Regions from separate parts of the Oryctolagus cuniculus genome. Here regions 1 and 3 are each linked to region 2. The links are chromatin contacts, called in public Hi-C maps. All regions are on one chromosome and are shown on one strand. The core of a region is the stretch at or near the end of the contact, and the rest is flanking DNA. Distances in the headings are between cores, read along the strand shown. Region 1 overlaps HIVEP2 (HIVEP zinc finger 2). Region 2 holds the start of HIVEP2 (HIVEP zinc finger 2). Region 3 overlaps HIVEP2 (HIVEP zinc finger 2).

Region 1 (4,340 bases), core at 315-2,814, 120 kb after region 2:
AGAGAGAGACAGAGAGAAAGGTCTTCCTTTTTCCATTGGTTCACCCCCACAAATGGCCGCTATGGCCGGCGTGCTGCGGCTGGTGTACTGCGCCGATCCGAAGCCATTAGCCAGGTGCCTCTTCCTGGTCTCCCATGTGGGTGCAGGGCCCAAGCACTTGGGCCATCCTCCACTGCCTTCCCGGGCCACAGCAGAGAGCTGGACTGGACGAGGAGCAACCGGGACAGAATCCGGCGCCCCAACCGGGACTAGAACATGGGGTGCTGGCGCTGCAGGTGGAGGATTAGCCAAGTGAGCCACGGCGCCAGCAATAAAAATATTTTCTATGAGTTTTAAAATCTTTTGGTGGCCTGAAAAACTGATGCCCAGGCACATATTTAATCTTAATTATGTGAGTGATATCAATCAGCACATCTGATATTTATTAAATATCTAGAGCAGAGTCATAGGAACAAATTTCTGAATTTTTGATGATATTTTAATGCAAAAAGACTGTTTTTAAAGTAAAATAATAACCCTCTTCCCCACAAAATAAATAAAACTAAATCAAGGCACCTACATTCTCACACAAGCATGTATTCTTTTCCTTGTCTTGACCATGAAAGCAAAAATTTCGTAGCTATTGTTTTCTACGAAACTGTAACTGAAATTTGTGGTCCTCTGATTTTATAATCTTCTTTCCTACTCAGATCCTAGTGTCTGAACATTCAGCCCCCTCTGTAGGGTCCTCTGGAATGATTAAAGGGCTCAGACTTTGAAGGCTTAAAAGATTTAATGAGATAACCTAAAATATGGCCTCAGAATGTCAGGGATCCCTGGAAGAAAGAAGCAGGTGCCAGCGTCAAGTGAAGGCAGAGCACAGCTGTCCTGGGTGCAGGGTTAAGGGCTGTGCACACATGGGATCTGGCTGTGCTGGCTGTGCTGGGAGGCCCACGACTGCTCCTGAGCAGAGGAGTGGTGCACTCAGCGCTGTGATTTAGGAAGATCGTTCTGGCAGGGCTGTGTTGGATGGCAGTGGCGTAGGGAGTGGAAGTGAGGGTGGAGTGAGTGGGTGCAGCCATCAGTGCAAGCACAAAGCCACCTAAGAGGCACTTCCATGAATTCCCACCGGGAATTGTCACCTGATGTGTGCTCTTTGGGGGCTCCTCCCACACTTAGATCACAGATGAAGGCACTGCACAAAACACTTGAGTGAATACTTGAATCCTAAGTACAGAGAATTGCTTCTGACTTGACTTCCTCCAGTCTTCCCCCTCAGTTCTTCATTTTGCATATTTTGCATTATGGTGCCCTTGGGGCTTCAGCTAAAGATTATTTTCCTTAAGTCTATTTTGATGCTTTCTTAACAGGTCAATGCCTCTGATAATTGTCCCTGGATTCCATGTATCCAAAGGCACTGGGCCCAGACCTGTCCTTTGGAAATTTGCCACGTGGACCCAGAGTAACTTCTGATCTTTGTGCAGTGGGAGGTCAGACAACAATTCAGGGTCTGAGTTGGAGTGGAAGTGGAAAAGATTGACAGGCTGCACACAATGTGAGGGAAAGTGCACAGGAAGCCTGTGTAGGACTGCCTGACTGAGGATGGGAGAGGGCGTGTGTGTGTGTGTGTGTGTGTGTGTGTGCAGTGTGCGGGTGGGAAGCAGGAAAAAGCTGTCAGTGATGACTTCAGGCTTTGAGCCTGGGAGTTTGAATATTACTTTTAATAGAAGAAGGGAGATAAAGAGAGAAGCTGGTATGAAAAGCCGTGTGATGAATTTGCACACCAGTTGAAAAGCATGAATTTGATCGTCCACCTACAAAAGTATAAATTTTATATGACTTAACTTTTCTTTTTCCAGGCAGGAATTTCAGGGGGCTTCTTCCTCTTCTTGCTGACCTTTTGGCTCCTTAAATGTTTACAAGAACTTAACATGGTTTTAGATCTTCTCAACCTTAACCCGCTGAAATCCCCCACAAATTCACTTCCTCAGGGACATGTGTACATGTCAGAGATGTCACAGCAGCCAGAAGTGTGCTTTTCAGCCTCCTAAAATACAAACGTAGAGGAAAAATAGCTATCTTTTCATTTTGAAGAGCATGGTCGTTGCCATCTCACGACTTGCTGAAATAGCACAGCAAAGGAATGTCTCTTGGCAGACCTGCACCATCTACGCAAACACACGCGCATCTCCTTCTCCATGGTGTATGTGACTGAGGCAGTGTAGTTCATGCAAGCGGAGGGGTGGCTTAACTGAGCACTCACATCTGAAAGAAACCTACCAGCCTGTTGAACCTAAAGTTACCCTCTCAATTGGTGGTATTTCTAACAACAGAAAACATTAGTTTCTTAATTTGATGAGAGCAATGAGTTGTCCAGTTCCAGTATTATCCACCCCATTGCCGTCCACAAAGAGTTTCTAAATTTCAGAAGAGATACTCTTGATTAAATTGTTTAAGAGCTTATAATGATCCTGTAATTACCATTTGTCATTACCTTCTGTACTAATGATTAAAGCAAACATTTAATAAGTAGGGGGCAGTAAGTATATTTTAGATCTTGAGCCATAAAAAGATTTCCATTAACAGAATGCTTTGTGCACAAATAAATTATTCATTGACTGTAGCAGAGCTTGATTCTGTCATCAGTCTTAATGGAAATTTTGAGAACACCAGTCCTCACAGACACCAACACTCAGTTAGCTTGAGTTCCCATTCTTCTTACATGGTACCTGAGCATATTTGGCTATTTGTAAAAGCTTTAGTTCAGTTAAATTCCATGAATATTTACGGAATCTCTTCCATGTGAATTGAGTATTCTGGTGCTGAGGAAGAACACAAAGATGAGCAGGTCTGCATTTCAGCCTTCAAGTTGGTTATACACCCTAAAACTCAGATAAGACTGCTGTATACCTGGCTTGGATATAAGGAAGCTTACAGTAGTAGTAGAAGCTTATAATAGTACCCTCAGAGATGAATAAATGAAATGCTATGTAAATTCAGAGGGGGAAAGAAGTCATTTTCTCATAGGTATGTTGGGGTTGGGGGCTTGAGATCAGAAATATTCCTGAAGAAGGATTTAAAGATGGGCAAGATATTGACAAGGGGAGAGAATTACATTCACACAAGCAGAGAGATGGAATAGATAATATTGATATGAACATGGAATGAAAAGTAACTTGGTATGTCTGGAAGATAGATTGGTTAAGTGGAAAGGAAACGAAAAAGAAAAAAGAGGCAGGGAGGGCATGGAGAGATCTAGAGAGCATAGTATGCCTTGAATATAGCTAGCACGTCAGTATAGTAGGCATTAGAGAACCTGTACCAACTCTTGAGCTAAGGAATAACATGGTGGTTGCCTTATGTTTTTGAAAGAGCTATCTGTCCACTGAAGATAGCATCACAGAAAGTTGGAGAACCTGGATGTAGCAAGCTAGAAAGCTATTGGAATCATCTCCAAGAGGTAATCTTAGTTAAGTTCTGAACTAGGATTGGGGCGCCGGATTCTGTCCCGGTTGCCCCCCTTCCAGGCCAGCTCTCTGCTATGGCCCGGGAGTGCAGTAGAGGATGGCCCAAGTGCTTGGGCCCTGCACCCCATGGGAGACTAGGATAAGCACCTGGCTCCTGCCTTTGGATCAGCGCGGTGCGCCGGCTGCAGTGGCCATTGGAGGGTGAACCAAGGGCAAAAGGAAGACCTTTCTCTTGGTCTCTCTCACTGTTCACTCTGCCTGTCAAAAAAAAAAAAAAAGTTCTGAACTGTAATAAGAACACAAAGGAGGGGACACAAGGGAGACAAAGTAGATGCAGTGTCTGTAAGTTTTGATATATAATTGGCTCTGAAGGGTGGGAAACAGGAAGAAAGTAAAGATTCAACTCAACATCTTTGGTATGCTTTTGAGCTAATTTGTGTTTCTGGAAAACCAACCAAGTATGAGATGTGCATGGCACTGAGGTGTGCATTTGAAAAGTGAGACTGGTCTTTTTGTCAAATAGCTGAACACTTAGTTGAAGATATAAAACAAAAACAGGCCATTATTAGTGGTGATGGAAGTTGAGTAAAGGGTTCTGACATTGGAAAAGTGGGAAGCTTTTCATGGAGAAAACACTTCAACTGGACTATCAAACAGAAGCTTCCAAAGTATGTTAACTGTCAGAAATATAGCTGAAAAACTAAGAAAGGCAGGTCAGGCTAAGGGAGGAGGGACTTTATAGAGAGCAGGGCTCTTACTGAGTGCCTCCACATGTCAGATCCTGAGCTTAGCTCTGTATTTAAGGGAAGTGTGTTCACAGTGTATAATGCTGCAGAGTTAGCACCAGTGTTGTGATCTACTAGGGTCAACAGATTTGGCGACTTAAGGATTGCA
Region 2 (3,856 bases), core at 1,241-3,740:
AAGGTATTCTTCCTAGCAGAGGCGAGACCGCCTAGTTGCCGGGGATTCACATGCATTTTTACTTTCCCTTCAACACAGTCCATGCTGTCTTCTTTAGGTCTTGATGATTTTTGAAACAAATGAACTAATGAAAACGCCTCCACCTTTGATTTAAGGCTACTTTCATGGATTCTCCATGGGCCTTGGGATCAGATCACCAAAATGGATGTATGTTTGCTGTGCCTATTTGTTTTTAAATTGAACTATCCAAATTACCTGAATATCTTCATATTCACATTACACTACTTAATCCGGACTTTTCAACAGCCATTTAAGGCTTCAACTAACGATCATCCTAGTGAAGCAAAATGCTGCCTGTTAACTTTCCTTGCTCAGTTTCTGGGAACTTGGGCAGCTGCTGTTGTGCGTGCTTAAGAGAAATTGGATTCTTACAGCAATTGCTTAATCTTGGCTATTAAGCAATTAAATAAAATGGGCTCTGGGACTATATAGCAGGTGGGTTTCAAAATGAAAAAAACGTTTTTGGAAATCAGATTTTGCGTTTTAAATGGATGTTTAAAAATGCAATGATACACACTTAGAGGAAAATGATGATCCCGCGAGTTGTTCTTAAGGTCTTCCACTTAACAAAGGTTGACTATTAAACGACCTATACAATGAAAGCAGAAGCTGCTTAAGCGGAAGTAGGCCCCGAATGTGAGTGAGATGAACCTAAAGGACGGACACGGTGGAACGTATTCCCAATGTTCAGATTTTCTCCTCCGAAAAAAATCGAGTAAGAAAAAGGTATCACCGCTTGTTTGTATAGGGTCGCCGGTGCCAACGACATCGCCACTGCTCGGAGGCCTCAAATCCCCCGGAGTATAGATCGAAATGAAAAACAAAAGCAAACCAAAACGAAACCAGCAGCGCTACTGTGGCCGTCCCTGAAGGGGCTGCCCGCCTCTTTAATGTATCCCTTTTTAATGAAAAGGGAAGGGAATATTTTAAGTCCTGACATTTGGTCCCTTTCTGCGAAATCTGAAATTCGAGACGCAAAACACAGCGCAGCCGTTGGTGAAATACCTGCTTTAAAAGCAGAACCACAGTGCATGTCTTTGGCCCGGAATTCCAGAGACTAATTTCCACCCCTCCCACGGAGTCACCTGCTCAGGGGGAACCCCGGCCAGAAAGCCGGGTCGCGCCAGGTCAAATCTTGCGCGTCTCTTGTTTACTCCGCCCCAGGCAGGGCGGTGGCGCGGCCGGGGGAGGAGGGGAAGAGGCGAGCGGGGAGGCGCCCGGGGCGCTCGGCTGGGTTCGGCCGGGCGCGGCGACTCGGAAGCCCAGGCGTGGTGGAGCGCGGTCCGCGCCCGGCGGGGAGCCCACCCGGAGGAGGCGCTCCGGGCGCTGGCCTCCCGGGAACCTCGCCGGAGAGTGCACACGAGTCCACACGCGCCGGGTAACGGCTCGAGGGATCCCAGGTGTCGCCGGGCCGGGGAGGAAGCCCAGAGAGCCTCGGCCCCCGCTCGCCTGGGATTCCCTCGCCCGCCCTCCCTGGGCTGGGTGCGCTCCTACTCCCGGTCCCTTCCGAGATGAGGGGAGCGCGCGGGTGGAGGTGGCTGCCCGCCCCGAGGTCCCGGCGCGACCCACCGGGAGCCCAGCAGCTGCCTGGCTCTGCCGTTGCCCAAGCCCATTTGGAAACCCCGACGGGGGTGGACTGTGGTCCCTGGGTGCGCCCGAGGCGTCCCGGGAAGCGACCCCGGGAAAGCATCCCGGGGGCGTTGCGCGCGCGCGAGAAAAGTTGGCGCTTCCGCAGGGGCACGGAAAGTGCTGGTAAAACACTCTGCTAAGCTCCAGAAATGCACCTAGGAGCTGCAGGCTGGTCTTATTTTTCTGGACCGATACCAGAATTGTGAATAGAGGCGGGGGCTCGGGAGAGGCAAGGGATCCGAGGTCCTCGAACAAAAATCTGAGGTCGGGACTGGTTATTATGTAATTCTGTTCGGCAGGCAGGCAGGGAAAGATTCTCTGGGAAATGTGGAAGATGGGGAGGAGTGGGGGCGAGGGAGGTTTCCACATCCTTAAAGGAAATTCTCAGGCTTACAGAGACGCCCGTGTGTGTGTGTGTGTGTGTTTCATGACAAGCAGAGACCAGCTCTTCAGGGAGTTCCCCGCTGCCCGCCAGCGGGAGGACAGCCGCAATCTCCCACCCAGCGCGGCCGCCGAGGGGCCGGCCCTGCCCTCGCGCCCGGGTCGCCCCGCGCGCCGCCCCGCGCTCCCCGCTCTCCGGCTCCAGACTGGTTTTTCTGGTTCGGCCTCCCTCCCTGGGACGCGCTGGGGGATCCGATGACGTCGCTGGCTGAGTCTCTCCCTCTTCCTCCCTCCCTCCGCCCGCCCTCGCCGCGCACTCCTCCTAGTAACTTCTGTTCGGGGAGGCGCTGCCAGGAATAACCCGGTGCGTCCACAGCCCGGGAGGGGAGGCGGCCGCTGCGGCTCCCGCACGCAGACAGCTGCGGCCCGGGCCTCGCGGCTCCCGCCCGAGCCCGGCGGCCCCGGCCCCGCGCCCCTCTGCGTACAGTGTCAGAAAAATAAATAAAGGCGAGAGGAGCCGCGGCCGGCGGTCGGGATCTCTCCCCTCCCTCCGCGCCCGCCCTCCCTCTGTCCTTAAGGAAATGCTACCAGACACCCCCCACCAGACACGCTCAGCCTCGGCGAGGAGCGGCCGCCGCGGCAGCGACAACAAGGGCACCGGGGGGCTTTCCTCCTCCACCTCCTCTCCCTCCTCCTCTTCCTCCTTCTCCTCCTCAGCGGTGACTTTCCAGGTGAGCGGCCGCCGCGGCTGCGAGGATCCCCCTCGCCCGCTCGGGCTCGGGCCGCCGCGTCGCGCCCTCCTCCCGCCCCTGTCACCCGGCGGCGGCGGCGGCAGCGGCAGCGGCGGCGGCGGCCGGGAGCTGACAGCCGCCTGAGGGGCTCGCGGCCCGGAGGCGGGCGGGCGGGCGGGCGGGCGGGCGGCCGGCGGGGGCGGGCTGGAGGTGAGGGGGTGGAGAGGCGGCGAGCTGGGCGCAGGAGGGTCGCCGCACAAACCCCACGGTGACTGTGGCACAAGTATTTGCCAAGTTGTGTGTTGGCCGTTGGCGCTCCCGGAGCCCGGAGCAACTTGGAGGGTCTCCCAGCTGGTGAACGGCGTCGCTCCACGTCCGCGCTCGGGGGTGCTGGGTGCCGCGCCGGGGTGCGCGGAGGGCGGACCGACCACTGGGAGAGCGGAGCGGCGGGAATCTAGGTCCCTCCTCGGCTCGGTAAGTGGCCTCGGTGCTGCGTTTTTCCTGCCTCGTCCAGCGTTAGGAGCTTGTTTCACTTTATTAGCGAAATCGCCGCCGCTGAACTCCATCCGCCTCGCCGGCGCGCGCGCCCCTGGCCCCTTGCCGGTTCCGCCAGGGTGAGGGTCGGAGGGGGCGGGGATGGGAGAGACCTCGGCGGGGGTGGGGGGGTCCGGTGCGTTGGGAAATGCGGGGAATACCCTGGCCGGGGATCTATGCAGATGAGGGGAGGCTGCTTTGCGTAATGTCCTGGGGGGAGGGGGCCGCGCGGGAGCGCTGGAGGCAGGAATGTGCCTGGTTCCTAATGAGGGACGTGCACCGGCGCGCACCACCGCTGCGGCTGCCGCGGCCGCTGGCCGCCCGTGGTCAGGTAGCGGGGGAGGGGGCCGCGGCGCGGGCCGGGGGGCGGCGCGGGCGGCGCGAGGGCCCGGCCGCCGGCCTGCGGCCGAACGAGCGCAGCCCGGGCGCCGGCTGTGGGCATTTCAGTGCCTCCTTTCTCCTCCCCATCAAGGAAGGAAGGAAGACGGCAGGAGAGAAGGAAGGAAGCGAGGAAGGAGGGG
Region 3 (3,998 bases), core at 870-3,369, 67 kb after region 2:
TTTCACCAGTTTTATTCTGTTTTCCCCTGGTACAATGTCTTTATCCTCTTCATTTAACAGGTTACCAAGGTTACTTGCCACTGGAACTTCTTTCCCCCTAAGGAACCAAATTATGAGATATATCCTAAAGTCTGGTTCCCTCAAGCAGATGTTGTATAGGATTAAAAAGAATACCCTAGTAGAAAGATAATTTATTCCTATCTGTTTTGTCACATATAGTTCCATTAAGTGGGCATGAACAATTATAATTTTTATTAACCTCATTTTAAGTTAGCTTGCTTAATGGTAAAAGTCTGTTCCCTAAGTCATGTTGTTTCAGTTTTAGCCATTTAAAATTCAAATGATCAAAGGAGTGAGAAGAATGAAGCTTACCTACAAAAGAGCTTTCCTTTCAAAAACTTGCTTCTGGAATGGGCAGGATGACTCATGACAAGCAATTTATGATTTGAAATTTGTGAAAGATTAAAAATCAGAACTCCATGAATTTTGAGTCATTAGGAGTTGAATGAATTAAACCTTCATCATGTGTCTAATTAAAAGAAAATCATTAAAATATTGGTGAGATCCATTGTTTATGTTTCCTTCATTGTACTGTCCCCCAGGGGTCATTGGTGACTAGCTCTGCTGTGATCCTAAGGGCAACGTTATGTGCCAAAGACCCACTCAGGAGTTAGTTCATATGCTACCATTCTTCTTGGCCCTACATTATAAGAGATGTTATTAGAAGCTATAAAATTCTTCTTCCTTTCTTTATGCTGTTATGGGGAGGAGTGTGAGGGCAGAGCCAAACACGTAGGAGGGTTCTGTATTCTTCATTAAAAATATATTTCACAGAAGATTATAGTTTGTGTGGGAGGGAAATAGCTGCTTGTCTATTGATTGCATTGTGTGTATTCCGTATAAGAACTATTTGAGTTTGGGCAGGACAGCCTAGTTTTGATCATATGATGGCTGCTTCTGTTTGGAGAAGAGAATTTAATTTCAAGGCTGCATGCTGATGGACAACAGTAATTGTTCCTTTTTTGGCAAAGCTTAGCGTGGAATCTGCTTTGGTATTTTTATAACTACCTATGCAGATCTTTTCTCTGAAACATTTTCTTTCACCACATGCAGAGCTTTTAGTGATCTTAAAACTGTGAAATTCCAAAGGTGGGAAATCTAATGATGTCAGTGTATGGTGCTATGTGAACCTAAGTTAGCAAAATCCTTGCTTGAGGTGAGACCTTTCTGAGTGTGAGAGAGAGCAGATTCCACACTGTGTGCAGATTCCACTGTGTACTTGGTTTCTATGGAGGCACTTTTATTACTTATGTATAATCAGACTGTCTGAGTGTAGTATGAGTGATTGGCTTATCAGCTTTGGTAGGTGCAGCCAGTGGAGTTTCCTGGTTAATATGTGATCCTTTCATTATAGTTCCTGTTATGTTGCAGGTCTTCTGAAGAAAGATGCAAATGCTAGAGACCAGCCTAAAACGTTGTGATAATGTGACACTAAATTTTACCATTTCCTATTAACATTACTCCAGTATTACATAAGCAGAAAAGAGAAGCCCTTAAAATTACCTACAGTTAAAATGAACCTGACAGTGTCAGACCAATTGATGACCCATTTATAAAGCTCAATCTAGGAAGGTATCAAGTATTTTGTTTGGTAAATGTTTCTTCTCCTTACCTGTGTAGATAGTGAATTAATATTGGATGACTTCTTAGTTTTATGAATTCTTCTTGGTGATTAATCACATTGAAGTTCTTCCATGTTTACTGTAGATATTTTAAGATGAGGACTGAGTCCTACTAAATGAATGGGCTCTGTGCTCAAAATCACCCACTGTATTTACAGCAGCTAGTGGCAAGCTCTACTGCTGAGTGCTTATCTGCTGGGACTTAGGCTCTGACCTTACCACAGGTATGACACCAAGTGAGAGCCTGGTGTCTCTGGGCAGAGTCCTTTTGTATCTCTGATAAGGGTATCAAACTCTTGTAATTAGTTAGGGCAGCTTTTGCAGCTTTGACTGTGTTGTCTTAATCTCCCCTGTGACAGAGGTTGGCCCTGGCCCCCAGCGACTGATACTTAGATCCACCATAAGGAGCTCAGGTTTCTACAACAAGATGTCATCATCTGAGTCAGCAGGGTTAGCAGCTCATGCTCAGTAGTGGCCTTAGGAAGGCCTGTCACAGAGCAGGAGTTTGGGCGCTCTGCAAGAGACACATATCATGGGGGAGATATGGTGCTTAGAGAGACAGATATACTTTAGTGGAAATGTTTCGTTCTACTGCTTTCCCTTGGGAGAAGACATAGTACCTATAAGAGACGGAGCTCTGTAGGTCTGACTGTCCTGAGAGCTGAACTCAGGACTTCAGAGGCCATGTTTTTGAACACAGATATTGGAACTCAAGTTCACTAATTTTCACCAAAGGTGTTTGTCTAACTTCACTCAGGTTCAGTGATACTATCTGATGGCCTCATAGCTAGAGGAAGCCCTGAGTATCCTCTATCTTGTGTAGGGGGATTCTTGTTATGTCTCAAATGGGTTATATTCTTCATGCAGAATTTTATTTAAAAATGCAGGCATTTGGTATAATGGTTAAGTCACTGCTTGAGATGCCTGCACCCAACGTCATTCTTGGAGTCTGGGTTCTGCTCCTGATTCCAGCTTCTTGCTAACACAGGAAGGCAGCAGTGATGGCTCAAGTATTTGAGCCCCTGCCATCCATGTGGGAGATCTAATTTGAGTTCCGGGCTCCTGGTTTCATTTGGGGAGTCACCCAGGTGTATGTCTCTCTCTCTCTCTGCCTTTCAAATAAAATGAAAATAAGTAAAGAAAAAATTTTAAATATGCTTCCTTTCAGTTGTTTTACTGGACACTTGAAATTCTTGACTTGGAGACTTATGGATATTTAAATAACTAATTGCCCACAACTGCTTTATTTTCTATAAAATCGCAGTCTGACCCCTGTGGTGAACTAAGTAAGGCCATCTCCAAAGTTGCTTCCTTCTCTGTTATTTAGGTTGCACTTATTTGAGTAGAGAGGTATTCATAAAGCCACATGGCATGGTCCACTGAAGAATTTATCTTCCTTCTGAGGGAAAAAGTTAAAGAGAGCTAAGAATGTACTCGTATAGTACCAATGAACAAGAATCTATGCACTGTCACTATAAAGCATAAGCTAAAAAAAAAAAAAAAAAAACTTCTGTTCTCAATTAGCTTGAGTCAAGAATGGGGAGAGAATGGTGTATGGCTCATGTTGGATCCAATCACAGTACTAGAGATGGCAAAGATGACTTCACTTGAAACCCAGTGGTTCCAGGAATGAGGGTCCCAAACATGGAGAAAGGAAAGACTGAAACTGCTGGGGAGGAGATAGATTTTATATGAGGGTACTTAAAAAGTCTGTGGAAGGGGCCGGCACTGTGGCATAGTAGGTAAAGCTGCTGCCTGCAGTGCTGGCATCCCATATGGCAGCTAGTTCGAGTCCTAGCTGCTCCACTTCTGATCCAGTTCTCTACTATGGCCTGGGAATGCAGCAAAAGATGGCCCAAGTCCTTGGGCCCCTGCACCCATATGGGAGACCTGGAAGAAGCTCCTGGCTCCTGGCTTCAGATTGGCCCAGATCCAGCTGTTGCATCTAATTGGGGAGTGAGCCAGTGGATGGAAGATCTCTGTCTCTCTCTGCCTCTTCTTCTCTGTAACTCTGCCTTTCAAACAAATAAATAAATCTTATGAAAAAAAGTTTGTGGGAAATGAAATTAAAAGATAAGTTTGTTTTGGTGCAAAAGTTTTCAAGATCCTCTCATAGTTTTCCATAACACACATTTTCTCTGACCTTCTTGAAGATCCCTGATATGCGTCAATTTCAGAACTACAAAATAGACTTGGTTCCTTTTTTAACAAACGTTTTGAAGTGCTCTCTCTAACTGCTCTGACGATAGGGGTATGAGGAACCTACAGTTGGGATTGTGACCCTGAGTTGTGTATGGGTATGATGGGTGGGAGGAG

What was found. Hi-C and Micro-C count contacts between places; a contact is called where the count stands out from the background.
Region 1: a contact with region 2 is called in a Hi-C map of embryonic fibroblasts, with 2.9 times the contacts expected there. The contact joins the enhancer-like site here to the promoter of HIVEP2 in region 2. A contact is called at or near these places in 3 of 6 Hi-C or Micro-C datasets (embryonic fibroblasts, liver and skin fibroblasts).
Region 3: a contact with region 2 is called in a Hi-C map of psoas muscle, with 3 times the contacts expected there. The contact joins the enhancer-like site here to the promoter of HIVEP2 in region 2. A contact is called at or near these places in 3 of 6 Hi-C or Micro-C datasets (ear pinna, psoas muscle and skin fibroblasts).

Annotation. Positions count from the first base shown.
Region 1 is chr5:25,820,962-25,825,301 of mOryCun1.1, forward strand. The region is part of intron 2 of HIVEP2 (HIVEP zinc finger 2); the gene reads left to right. Among named protein-coding and RNA genes, the nearest start is that of HIVEP2, 130 kb to the left of the region's middle. Within about 2 kb of position 1,565, at least 1 of the 8 cell types and tissues checked has an H3K27ac peak or open chromatin away from gene starts, as enhancers often do.
Region 2 is chr5:25,695,135-25,698,990 of mOryCun1.1, forward strand. HIVEP2 (HIVEP zinc finger 2) reads left to right here and starts at 2,491. Exons shown (of 10, transcript XM_051855304.2): 1 at 2,491-2,801.
Region 3 is chr5:25,762,527-25,766,524 of mOryCun1.1, forward strand. The region is part of intron 1 of HIVEP2 (HIVEP zinc finger 2); the gene reads left to right. Among named protein-coding and RNA genes, the nearest start is that of HIVEP2, 67 kb to the left of the region's middle. Within about 2 kb of position 2,120, at least 1 of the 8 cell types and tissues checked has an H3K27ac peak or open chromatin away from gene starts, as enhancers often do.